Linked DNA regions of Sorghum bicolor: region 1 is linked to region 2. The links are chromatin contacts, called in public HiCAR-type maps. All regions are on one chromosome and are shown on one strand. The core of a region is the stretch at or near the end of the contact, and the rest is flanking DNA. Distances in the headings are between cores, read along the strand shown.

Evidence for each region. HiCAR-type assays count read pairs that join an accessible place to other places.
Region 1: a HiCAR-type map of leaf shows a contact between it and region 2, with 2.7 times the contacts expected there. The contact joins the promoter of LOC8077628 here to the promoter of LOC8079394 in region 2. A contact is called at or near these places in 1 of 4 Hi-C or Micro-C datasets (leaf mesophyll) and 1 of 1 datasets of contacts at active chromatin or transcription factors (leaf).

Annotation. Positions count from the first base shown.
Region 1 is chr4:5,347,650-5,353,762 of Sorghum_bicolor_NCBIv3, reverse strand. LOC8077628 (WRKY transcription factor WRKY71) reads right to left here and starts at 1,704. Exons shown (of 2, transcript XM_002451621.2): 1 at 1,390-1,704; 2 at 1-1,280. The coding sequence starts at 1,548. The coding sequence ends at 345.
Region 2 is chr4:5,082,159-5,088,280 of Sorghum_bicolor_NCBIv3, reverse strand. It overlaps LOC8079394 (zinc finger protein CONSTANS-LIKE 3), which reads right to left and starts at 4,753. Exons shown (of 3, transcript XM_021458162.1): 1 at 3,922-4,753; 2 at 3,696-3,833; 3 at 2,805-3,554. The coding sequence starts at 4,572. The coding sequence ends at 3,171.

The sequences.
Region 1 (6,113 bases), core at 455-2,954, 270 kb before region 2:
ATTTCATTTGATCAATTGGATGAACAGTTCGCCTACAACTACAAAGTACTAGGGATTGTACAATTTCATGCTAACATGTCCTGTGCTACTATTTCGCATGTTACATCGTCGACCACCCGGCGTAATGATCTCTGCTCCCTTCCATGGACTCCGGTTGTTCCTCTTCCTCGTGCAGCACTACAGATCCTGATGTCTTGTTCTGTTATCGCTGTTTTGCTCTAACAGCGATGAACAGAGAAAGCAGCCAGCGCAGTTGTTGACGATTGCTGCGTGGGTGCACGACAATCTGAGCAAGAATCTCGTGTATGTGATGCCAATCGAACCGATCCGATCCGATGCGTCTGTCAATCCTTGGTAGGCGACAGCTCGAGGATCCGGCCGGACAGCGCGGTGACGAGCGCCGCCTTGAAGCTGGGGTCCCTTGTCAGCGTCATCGCCATCTGCTCCGCGAGGTTGCGCCGGATCATCTCCGACGCCGCCGCGGCCACGGGCTGCTCAACGTTCATCGCGACACCCTCTTGCTGCAGCAGCTGCAGCTGCGGGCGGTGCGGCGCCGGTGCGGGCGCCGGTGCGGCCGGCCTCGGCGGCGACGGCGGCTTCGCGACGGCAGCGGCGTTCTTGGTGGCGCCCGGGGCCGCCGAGCCGTCGTGGGCAGCCTGCGACGGCGCCGCCGGTGGGGGCTGGCCGTGGTTGTGCTCGCCCTCGTACGTGGCGACGAGGATGGAGGTGTCGTCGGCGCTCCGCTGCACCTTCTTCTTGACGGGGCATGCCGGGGCGAAGGAGCAGCGGAAGTATGCCCTCGGGCACGGGTTGTCCTTGGTCACCTTCTGCCCGTACTTGCGCCACTGGTAGCCGTCCTTGACCACCAGGCTGAGGTCGGCGGGGTCGGCGTGCACGTACAGCTTCGACACCTTGGGCTTGCACTCCTCCCGGATGCGCTTGCACGGCTCGCCGGAGGTGCACTCGTTCTGGTCCGGTGCGGCGAGGCCCGGGTGCTGCTGCTGGTGCAGGTGCGTGCCGTGCTGCTGCTGCTGCTGCGCGGCGGCAGGCGGCGCCGGCGCGGTGTCCATGCTCTCGCTCTTGCGCTTCCGCGACGGCGACACGGACCCACCCTCCGACGTCGACGACGGGTTGTTGTTCGTGCCCGCGGCGGCGGCGGCCACCATCTCCGTGTACTGGCTCCGCAGCGCCTCGTACTTGGACGCCACCGCCGCCAGCGCCTCCGTCAGCCGCCGGTTCTCCTCGCTCATCCGGTGTAGCTCCGTCTCCAGAGCCGCGACCTGGGTGGATCATCGTCAAAATCAAGGAAACAATCCGTTAGACTCTCGGCTCCGTCAAGCAAGAATGAATCCATCAAAGCCGTCCAGGAGTATATGTATATATGTATACCTCTGGTTCTTTCTTTGGAGGCAGGAAGTTCTCCTCGACGAGGACCTTGGGCCGGGCCAAGGCGACGGCGGCCACCGGCGCCTGGTGGAGGCTGAGCGGCGGCAGGCCGACGTGCAGGTCAAGGCTCAGAGAAGGTTGGCTGCTGATCCATGGATCCATCTGCTGGCTAACTAATCTCCTTTCCCCTCGGTGTCCGAGCAAGCTACGCCGGGGTCCTGTAGAGCGCGGTGGCCGGAGAAGAGAACTGAAGACTGGGAGAGAGAGAAGAGGAGGAGGGATGCTTGAGGGGAGCGTTCGAGTGGCGAAGGCTCGGTGGCGAGGCCGGATATATAAGAGCGGGGCGGGGACTCGATCGAGGACCAGGGAAAAGAATACCGGATGGTCCGTCGTCTCGTCCGTCCGTCCGGGCGGTCTCAGAGGCTTCCCAGCGCACGACGTCGCCATCACGCGCCCACGCGCTTGTCTTCTCCTTTTCTCTGGTCGCGCGGCGAATCAGCAGCTTGGGCTGAGAGCTGAGCTGGGAGACCGCCTCCATAAACAAACAAGGGGCCCCGTGGAATTCGCGCACGCGAATGTGGTGGGGGAATACACTGGAGTAGAAGAATTGGGGACTGGGGCCTCCCGCCGGGCAGGGTCGGGAAGGGCAGTGGAGGTTGCCGCTGGACCAGGAGGAGACGTGACTGACTGTGATGGCGACGCCGACGACGAGGCCTCTTTAGAGTAGGGCCATATTTGTCGCGAGTGGGTGGGAGGGAAGCCGGTGATGACTTTGGGTGAGCGAAGCTCGGTTTGGCCTCTGAAAGCATGTCGGCCTGCGGATGAACCGAGGCGAGGGGTGATGACGATGGTCGCCGGGTTGGGTGGTGGTGGCTGCCCCAAGTCAAGAAAATACACCACACATGCTTACAAAAGATTTGGGGGGAGGAATTGACGAAAAGGGTGGGCAATTTGTCGGAATTGCCCCTTGGAAGGTTTGGGTTTTCCTGGGACGAGGGACGACTTGTTGACCGGCCCTTAGCAGCCGGGGTACGGGAACATGGGCACGTTCCCCGTTCCGGGAACTTCGTCCCGAAACGTGGAACGGGAACATCATGGAACATCGTTCCCAAATGAGGTGGAACACGAATCATATATAGGAGCAATCATAGGAACGTCAGTCCCAAGCGACTATAGAACTTCGTGGTGTGTGTGCATACTGTGCCGTGCCCGTCCGTGAGCGGTCGGCGAAAAATCTAGATGGTGATTGACTCATTGGCCTAGACCTGCAATGAGCCTTAAGGTTGGAGTTGGACAGCCCTAAATGAAACAAAAATACAATAGTAAACTATATCACGCTAGGAATCGAACTCATTTGGTTCAAAACAACACGTAAAACTACCTGAGCCAATCACTACGTCCCAAACACGTTCCTTTAGAAAGTGGAACGCGTTCCGCAACTTAAAGGAACGAGACGAAGCTATATACCCCCTACGTTCCATAGATTATGAAAATATCGTACCACGTACCACGTTCCCGTACCACGTACCCTATGTTCCGGGAACTTGGCTGCTAAGGACCGGCCTTTTGGTCGGAGCCTAGTAAGGCCTTGTTTAGTTCACCATGAAATATAAAAAGTTTTTAAGATTCTCCGTCACATCAAATCTTGCGCCACATACATGAAACATTAAATATAGACGAAAATAAAAACTAATTACACAGTTTGTCTGTAAATCACGAGACGAATCTTTTAATTCTAGTTAGTTTATAATTGGACAATATTTGTTAAATAAAAATGAAATCCGAAATTTTTTCGAAACTAAACAAGGTCTAAGCTTTCCGTTTCTTTTCCGAACAGTTTTTATTTATTTATTTATTTATTTATTTTTAAAAAAACAAAGTATAGTCTGTAGTGGTACTAGTAGCTCTAGTTTAGGTGAGGCAAAGATTTGATTATACTTGATGGCTGCTGGGGTTTTTCTCGCTTGGCGAGCTCCAAACTTGGGGTGCCACAACCAGAGTCCAAACTAATGGAATCAAAACCGGCCAACTGTCAACAAGTAGTAATACTATCGCCGTGCCTTTGCCTAATTCTGACCAAACATCCTTTCTCTCAACAGAATAAGTACTAGGACTAGTACTCCTCTACTTGCAGACTCACATATAGTGCTCACCGCAGGGGTCAAATGCTGCACCATTTTTTATGACCACCCTTTGCCGAGGTTTAGGTCACAACCAGAAGCTGTTCTTGACTGACGGCGCAGGCTTCTCGCTAATTAATTCCCTTCTAGCTAGGCTTCTAGTAGTAGTACTTCTAGAACGCTGCATGCCAGGAGCTACTAGTGGTGAAAACGCTCTTTGTTTCTCGCTGCGTGTTCAATGGACCTGGCCGGACGGTGAAGAGGTTAGCGAGACAGACTTGGCATTGACAGAGACAACGGGTAAAGCTCACGCAAAGGACCGGGCGCCGGGACCGGACCTGATCGACGACCTCCCATATTTGCGAGACTCCGGGGAAATCTGTCTGCTGTCTTGTGTCTTCCTATAATTCACAGGGACTTTTATGGCCTTGCTTAGTTCACCCAAAAACCAAAAAGTTTTCAAGATTTTCTATTACATCGAATCTTTCGACACATGCATGAAACATTAAATATAAATGAAAATAAAAATTAATTGCATAGTTTAACTATAAATTACGAGACGAATTTTTTAATTGTAATTAGTCCGTCATTAGATAATATTTGCCACAAACAAATGAAAGTGCTACATTAGCAAAATTCAAAATCTTTTCGCATCTAAACAAGGCCATCTCTTCGTTCCTTCTTGCTCGATCGGCCAACAACGGGCCATGGCGTGTGGCTAAAGGTTTCGTCTCAAAATGGTAAACGTTGCCAACAAGTTGAGGTGATTATCCATCCCGGAGTTTAATCAGTTTGTTGGTGTAATAAGTTTTCTCTCCGCTAGTCGTCATTGACTACATCTTTTACACTACCTTAATTGGTCGTGCAAAAAAAAACCTCAGGCGGCTGGACGGAGAAACAGATCCAACCAAGCTCACAGCCTAGTCAGCAGTCTTAATTCCACTGGAACTAATCCTTCTCTCTGCTATCCAGAGTGATACTACTAGTTTATTTAAAAAATAAAATAAATAAATGGTGTTACACGACGTCCCTGTCACGACACAATTCGGGCACATGTGAACCCACGGGGCGCCGCAATCCAATTGCGGCCGGCTCGTGCCGGGCACCACACATATTCTATCGTAGTAACGTGGCATCACGGACCGTCTGCGCGGCTGGTGGCGGGGAGGAACAGCAGTTAATGTGACGACAGGACTTTGCCTGCATCCGGCACCCATTTCCAATGCATTTTATCGTGTCGCGAGGAGCTAGAACCTGGGCTAGCGAGAAAGTCCAAGTTTTGGTCGTTCGCCGGTGGTGTCGTTACCACGTCGTCATTCACGTCCAGGTCCAGTACAGCTCTGTCGCTGACCGTAATAACCAGCTTAGGCCTGTTTAGTTCACCCAAAAACTAAAATTTTTTTAAGATTTTTTGTCACATCGAATCTTTCGGCACATGCATTAAACATTAAATATATATAAAAATAAAAACTAATTACACAGTTTACTTGTAAATCACGAGACGAATTTTCTGATCATAGTTAGTTCATAATTGGACAATATTTGACACAAACAAACGAAAGTGCTACAGTAGTGAAATCCAAAATCTTTTCGCATCTAAACAAAGCCTTATTAGTAGTAACCTGGATGGATCGTCGACATGGATCGTACTGGGATACGTTGACATATTGCTACATCAGAGATTCACACGTACGTATATATGGCTTCCATGGACCATGGTTACCTTCGTTGTTGTGCAGTTGTGGAGTCAGGATTGCCACGGCGGAATCGAACGCATGGGGGAGGAAGTCCGCTTGGCTTTTACGGTCACGGTACGGCTGGAAATCAGAGGCGAAACAGTGACTCGTAGCTAGTAGCTACTGTGTTCCAAGGTTCGGTACTACTCGTAGCTATACATCATCGGTACCTAGCGCCCACTTGCAGAAGACCCGTGAAAAAAAAGTATGGACTGGAACACTTTGCTTGTGCTACGGTCATCGTTGTAGTTATTGCTGCTATCTTTAAGCTCACATGAGAGCACGTTGAACTGAGCTATACAAATTGTTTTGTACTTTCCTTTTATTCCTATACGATAAAATAACCTGCATTTTTCTTTCTTATTTTTTCTCACAATAGTATTATCCTAACCGCCGTTTAACCCATATTTGGGACAAAACGGGTGTTTAAACGAGAAATAGTCCTTTAAACAATTAAAATAACTAATTAAACAGAAATAGTATACCTTAAACAGTGTGCAAAACATGCTAAACAACCATTAGGCCAATAGAGACTTGCATAGACTTCTTATATGTATCCACCACTACATAGGTTCTCATGTCGCCATACTTTTGTTGCTTATATAAAGTCAAACTCTCCTCTATCTCCTATATTCTTCTCTTCCATGTCAGCAAAAGCCATATATCTAGAAATAATTTTACTCCTTTGCAGGCGATTGTTAACTTGCATAACGATTAGTCACTCGTGCTTGTGCCCACACCCAACACAATGTTAGTCTTCCCCATGATGGCGCGGACGCCGCCTCTTTCTTCTCTAACTCTGGCGGGCTTAGAAGAGAAGAGCTTTGAGGGAGGAAAGTCGACCAAACAGTGAGGATGACGGCAAAGCGGC
Region 2 (6,122 bases), core at 3,504-6,003:
CGCGTCATGGTTACATCGCCTTTCCATCTAGTAAAGAGGAGCGGTGGCCACTTGCTAGTGGCCTCTCCCTTAGTGAAGATGTCATGATACAAATATACAAAAGAGAAATAATATATAAAAATGGTTAAGATAATTTAAAAATAATATAGAATTTCTGATATAAAATTGTCTTCTATATTTTAGAACTGAGAAATTGTTGGAGATAGTTTTATTTATTTCTCCCAAATACATTTTGGTGAGTTGGACAACTCCATGGTCTCACCAATCTTAAAACTAATTGCATAAGCGGTGTCTAGTTGGTGAGACAAATCTATTAATTCTAATTAGTCTACGGAATTAATAGATTCATCTCACCAATTAATCATTGGTTATGCAAATAACTTTTTAAAATTAGTTCATGTTTGATCATTCTAATTGGATCAAACATGCATTCTATGATTCTAACCCTGTATAACTTTTTAGCAGTTTGGGTTAACACATGCCATTAGCTTGTTTAGTTTCTTTCTGTTCCCGTACTAGTTGTCATGGATCGTGTAAGTCGGCTCTTGACCTTACGACACTTAAGATAAGGTTATTGATTCTCCAAGACCCATCCAATATTCATTAAGCATCCAAATCGTGTAAACCGACCCTTGACCTTATGGTGGGTCCTTCTTAAGTTGAGGCCCACCTCTAATGTCAATGTCATAACATGTGCTCAAGGCATTCTAACCCTCTCTACAATGGAGGTGTCTTTTTCTTTAACACGGGAAAGAGCTTATATTTCAACCATGGTATATGGCGCGTGATTACAATCAGAGTCCAAGGCTTCTGACACGTACGTAGCTAGGTCAGGACACCTTTACACATAATATATACAAGATGAAAACACTGTCCTGCTGAATTGTCCTAGAGCATGAACCACTCCATTAGCCCTCCTATGACATTTTGTGACTTCGAAGTCTTGAAAAAAGTTCTTTTGCCTACTCGATGATGATGCAACTAGGGGATCAAGGTCGAGAGAGCCTCTTCGACTTAGGAAGATAAGCGGTCACTAGTTTAGCCTGAGGAACCCACCTCACTCGGATGATTTCTAGCAACAAAACCTAAGACTGTCTCTAACAGCCCTCACCTATATACAAGACATATTTCTTCCTTTTGGTCTTGCAAGAAAAAAGGGTCACGCACCCAAATCGGCTGTTTACCAACAGCTGACCCAAAACCAGAGGAGAGCCCCCGATGCTTGTGTCGCCCGCTTCCGCTTCCCTCCCCATCAAGCAATCCCTGTCCCCTTCCGGACATCTGCGAGCTGATCCAGTCGATTGGGCATGGCGGGGCTCCTTTCCTAGAGAATCTGAGCATTGAGCGCCGAGCCTCCCTTCCTCCCCACCAAGCGCCCAGCCACCGGCACCCTCTCCCCTTCCGGTCTCTGCGGCGGCACCCATCACATCTCAGGTGAGCGGGCCTTCTCCTCCACAACACCATATATTTGCGTTTGAGGAGAGAGGCGACGCATATTTGGGTTCCCTCTCTCCTTCGACGCAAAATGGTCTCACGTTTGCGTGCTCTGTTGGCGATGATTTTTGCTTGTGAAATATGTATTTTGGGTATGGGTAGTGTGATGCCTCTCTTGTTGGAGACAGTCTAAGCCGGTCTCTCGCATGATAGGATTAAAGCCTGCATCAACATTGGGTGCATCAATCCTGGAGGGAAGGTGTCCAAGGATGCCTTTTTTATTGTTCTTTGATCTTGGAAGATGGAAGAAAGTCTATGTACTAAGAACTATCCTTTGGTTGATAGTTTATACAGACTAGCACGATGGGTGCGCTATTTTGTGTCATTTTTTTGAGGGAAAAATCCATGAAAAGGGGAAAACAAAAAAAAAGGAAAAAGAGAGGGAAATGCCGAATAAGGCCCCGTGGAGCGTTAAAGAGAGTACTCCCGCTATTCCAAACTACAACACATTCCAAGAGTATTGGAAAATCAAAACATCTCAAGTTTGACCAAAATTATAGAGAAAATTACAAAAAATTTTGACATCAAATAGATATACTATAAAAATATAATTAATGAAAAATCTAATAATACTTAGTGGTATAATAAATATATTATTTTATCATATAATTATGTTCAACTTGAGATGTTTTAACTTTGCAAGATTCTTAAAACATCTTATAGTTTAGGATTGAGAGAGTAGTCACGTATATGATCGAAATTCTCTAAAGTATGCATGTACCTATCATCAATAATTCAATATATGGAGACCCTTCGTACAAAGGGAGGAAACAAGCATACATACACATCCTTCTTATTTAGTTCGCAAAAATAAAAGTTTTTGGATGCTATAGCACATTTGTAACTATAGCAATTAGTGTTCAATCATGAACTAATTAAATTTAAAAGATTTTTCTCGTAAAATACATACAAACTATATAATTAATTATTTTATTCTATATTTAATGCTCTATGTATGTATTTAAATATTCGATACGATAGGATAAAAGGTTTTTTTGGTGGGAACCAAACAGGGCCTCCTTCTCATGAATCGTCAATTTGCATCAGATAAATAATCTTTTTGCTCACTATAATTAATTAATAGTCATCCTACAAATTTCATATGTAGGATGGACGCTCACGGCCTGTCTTATTATGGTATATATATAAGAGTAATACATAAACCGATACGTGCGCAACCATTTCGATTGAAGGAAAGCTAGGGTCATAGGTTGAACTGCGTGCCAGCTGCTAGGGCCTCAATCTGCCGTAGGAGCTTCGATACTCCAAAGTAGGAGTATAGCACATGCACGCAACTTTGCAATAGATCGTGGCCTTGCCAAATATAGCATAATACTACATCGATCATCATTGAAATAGACCGTCAGATGCTAAGCATCTTCCTGATCTAAAATTACACAAGTAGTACAACGCGTACTACTAGAACTGGTCGCTCCAGCAAACACGTAGTAGCAGTACACACTAGCCTGCTAATTTTACCCATGGCTAGCTCAAAACGGCATGCCGCAACCACCAACTAGAGCTCGCCTGCCGCTCTAGCAAACACGCACGCGCGCATGCAGCATGGCACGCACGCCGGATTCGTGTGCGCGCGTCACGCCGGCCTAATCCAAGCATCGGCCGGCTCAAAAACATGGGCACGCGACGCAGCAGCAATAATTACACGGTACGCGTCGTCAGAATGTGGGCACGACGCCGTAGCCGGCGGCGAAGTCGAGCACATAGGGGTACGATGGCTGCTGCTGCTGCGACCGCGACCGCGCCGGCGCCGTCGCCGCCGCGGCACCCGCGTCGAAGTCGAAGTCGGCGTCGGCGTCGGCGTCGTTGTCGTCCGCGCGCTTCGCGAAGCGGCCCTTGATGCGCGGCCGCGACTCCGCGTAGGCCTTCCGGGACGCGTAGCGGATCGTCTTCTCGAACCGCCGGTTCTTCCGCTTCTCGCGGTACCGCATCAGCCGCGCCTCCCTGCTCTCCGCGGCCGCCGCCGCCGGCGGCGTCGCGACCCTGCCCGCCATGACCCCGTCACCGCGTTCCGGCACCGCACCCACGTCCAAAGATGACATCTGGACATACCAAAACCAAGGTCAGATCGGTGCATGATCCATCAAACGATCCTCCTAGCTATAGCAATTTTGCACGTGCTCGATCTCTTCGTCTTGCCTAGGAAAGTATTATAGCTGGGAGCGCAGAGCACATGGTCTTACACTGTGGGTCGGAGTTGCAGCGTAAGGCAGGTAGGCGGCCTTGGACTGCGCGAAGTCGAGCTCGATGACGCCGCCGGTCACGCTCCCGCCGCGGCCGCACATCGCGTCTGGGACCAGGCCGACCTCCGACGACGAGCCCTGCTCGACCAAAACCAAAGTCCAAACGAAGATTAGATACCGTAACTAGCAAACGATCACGCGTACTGCTACTAATAAGCACACTTACGCTGTGGCCGAGCGACGCCGCGGTGTAGGAGCTGTAGGACGGCTTGGCAGCGACGGCTGCGGCGGCGACGCCACCACCAAAGTCAAGGTCCACAGCGCCGCCGCCGCCGCAGGATCCCTTGTTAGGCACAACGCTGTCGGCGTGCGGGAACCTGGTGCCACCAGTGAAGTCTTGGCCGAAGAACGGGTCCATGACGTCCGCGAACAGGAAGTCCGCCAGCTTACCGGCGTCGACGCCGACGACCTTAGCCGCCGCGGCGGCGCCGTCGTCGTCGTCCTGATTCTCTTCCGCGGCGGCGCCGAACAGCAGCGTCTCCGCGGCGGGCGCGGCCGCGGCCGCGCCGATGGGCTGCACGGGCACGCGCTCGTGGCGGCGCGCCAGCGGGTTCGCGTCGTGGATGTCGGCGTCGCACGCGGCGCAGAGCGCGGCCGCGTCGGCGCGGCACGTGACGGCGGCCGGCGCGCGCTCGCACACCTCGCACACCCACACCCTCTCGTGCCCGGCCCGCGCGTGGCCCGCGTCGCACCCCGCGCACAGGTACGCCCCGCCGCCCGGGCACGTCCGGCAGTGCACCGCCGCCGGCGAGCCCCCGCACGCCTCGCACCGCCGTCCCCCGACACCCCAGTACCTCCCCGCCACCAGGGCCTCCATCGAACGCGCGTACACGTACGTGATCTCTCCTCGATCGATCGCTCTCTCTCTCTCTCTCAACCGGCAGCCGCGACGATGGCACTTGCTACTAATGGCAGGATCAATTAGCAGGGAAGGGAAGCTTGCGAAGCTGGAGCAAGCTGCGACTATTCCTTGCTTTATAGGGTGATGAAGGTTGAAGCAGGCAGCAGCCGCGCCCGCGTTCGTCTCTGTCGCGGGTGGGCGCGCTTGTTGGGGCGATGGGTACGGGTAGGTGGGGCAGGGCGGCGACGGTGACGTGGGCTTGGGGACACGTGGGCCGCCGCGGGCCAAGCGAAAATAGTACGCGAAATGGTGATCTCGTGGATTTTTGGGTGGTGGAGGCCCACGTGCTGATACCGGGTCATGGGAGGCGTGGGCCCCGCTCGAGCAATCGTCTTAGAGGAGCTGCTGCTGGGTTAGCATGGCGATCACTGGTCTTGGCCGCCAGTGATTAGGTCATTAGACTAGACTTTAGACAGCAAGGGTTTCGAATAATCTCTGTACGGATCACGCTATTTAATCATAGCATCCCTGCAGCTTATCGCCGCGTGTACATGCTAGATCATCAGCGGGATCACACTTTGTATATACTAGAATATTTAAACTTCACGCTTAGACAAAACGGTTTAGCTAGCCTGCCTTTTTCCGGCACGACAAAGCCTAGCTTAAGCTTATGACACAAGTCACAGGCTAATTAACTAAACTGATGACCAAGGTAATTTGCGTGAGTATGTAGTCGATAAGCTAGATCAAGCACGGAGAAGATATTACTAGATGACGTAGCAAAGCGGCAACTCAGACGACGCGTTAGCGTCAACCTCACCGCGCGGTTAACCTCAACAAGGTGCTAAGAGACAAGGGTTAGCTTTATGGTGCGCGGTTTGACGTCGTCGTTTTGGCCGCCAGCCACCGCCCGCGTTGACAGTCAAGAGTACTGAGTACTGTAATTATACTCGTATGAGTAGTTGAAAAGTAGCATTAATGGATGTGCTTGTGAGTAATTAACGACCACATATCTTCATCATTGACATGTGACACCATCGCTGCCAGTCCACGTCAGTCTAGCTGGCTTTGCCTTCCCACTCCGGAGACCAGTCGGCACTAGCTGGGATCCGCGAGGGCGAGGCTGCGACGACGTGCCGCGCGCAAGCGAAATGTCGCAAATGGCCTCGGTGCAAGATCGAGCCGGGCTACTCGGGGAGTCCATGTGTTTAATTGCTCTGACGTATATCTACCCCGTAGATTTCAATGCCGTATATACTGCTGCCGACGACGACGACGACAGGCGATAGCGCTCGCTCTTGACCTACCATACTATTTTTTGCACTAGAAGTTTCTCATATCGTCAAGTGAGAATTATCCACCCTCACGAATTTTCTAGAACAGTCTTATTAACTGTTTCGGTTTGCACAAATACACGTCAAGAATCGCCCGCGATCGCGTGTAGGTGTAGACTGTAGAGTAGCCCCGGCTTGGACATTTTAGGTCAGCGTTTTCGTTTGTATTGGATACAATTACGGACTAACTAG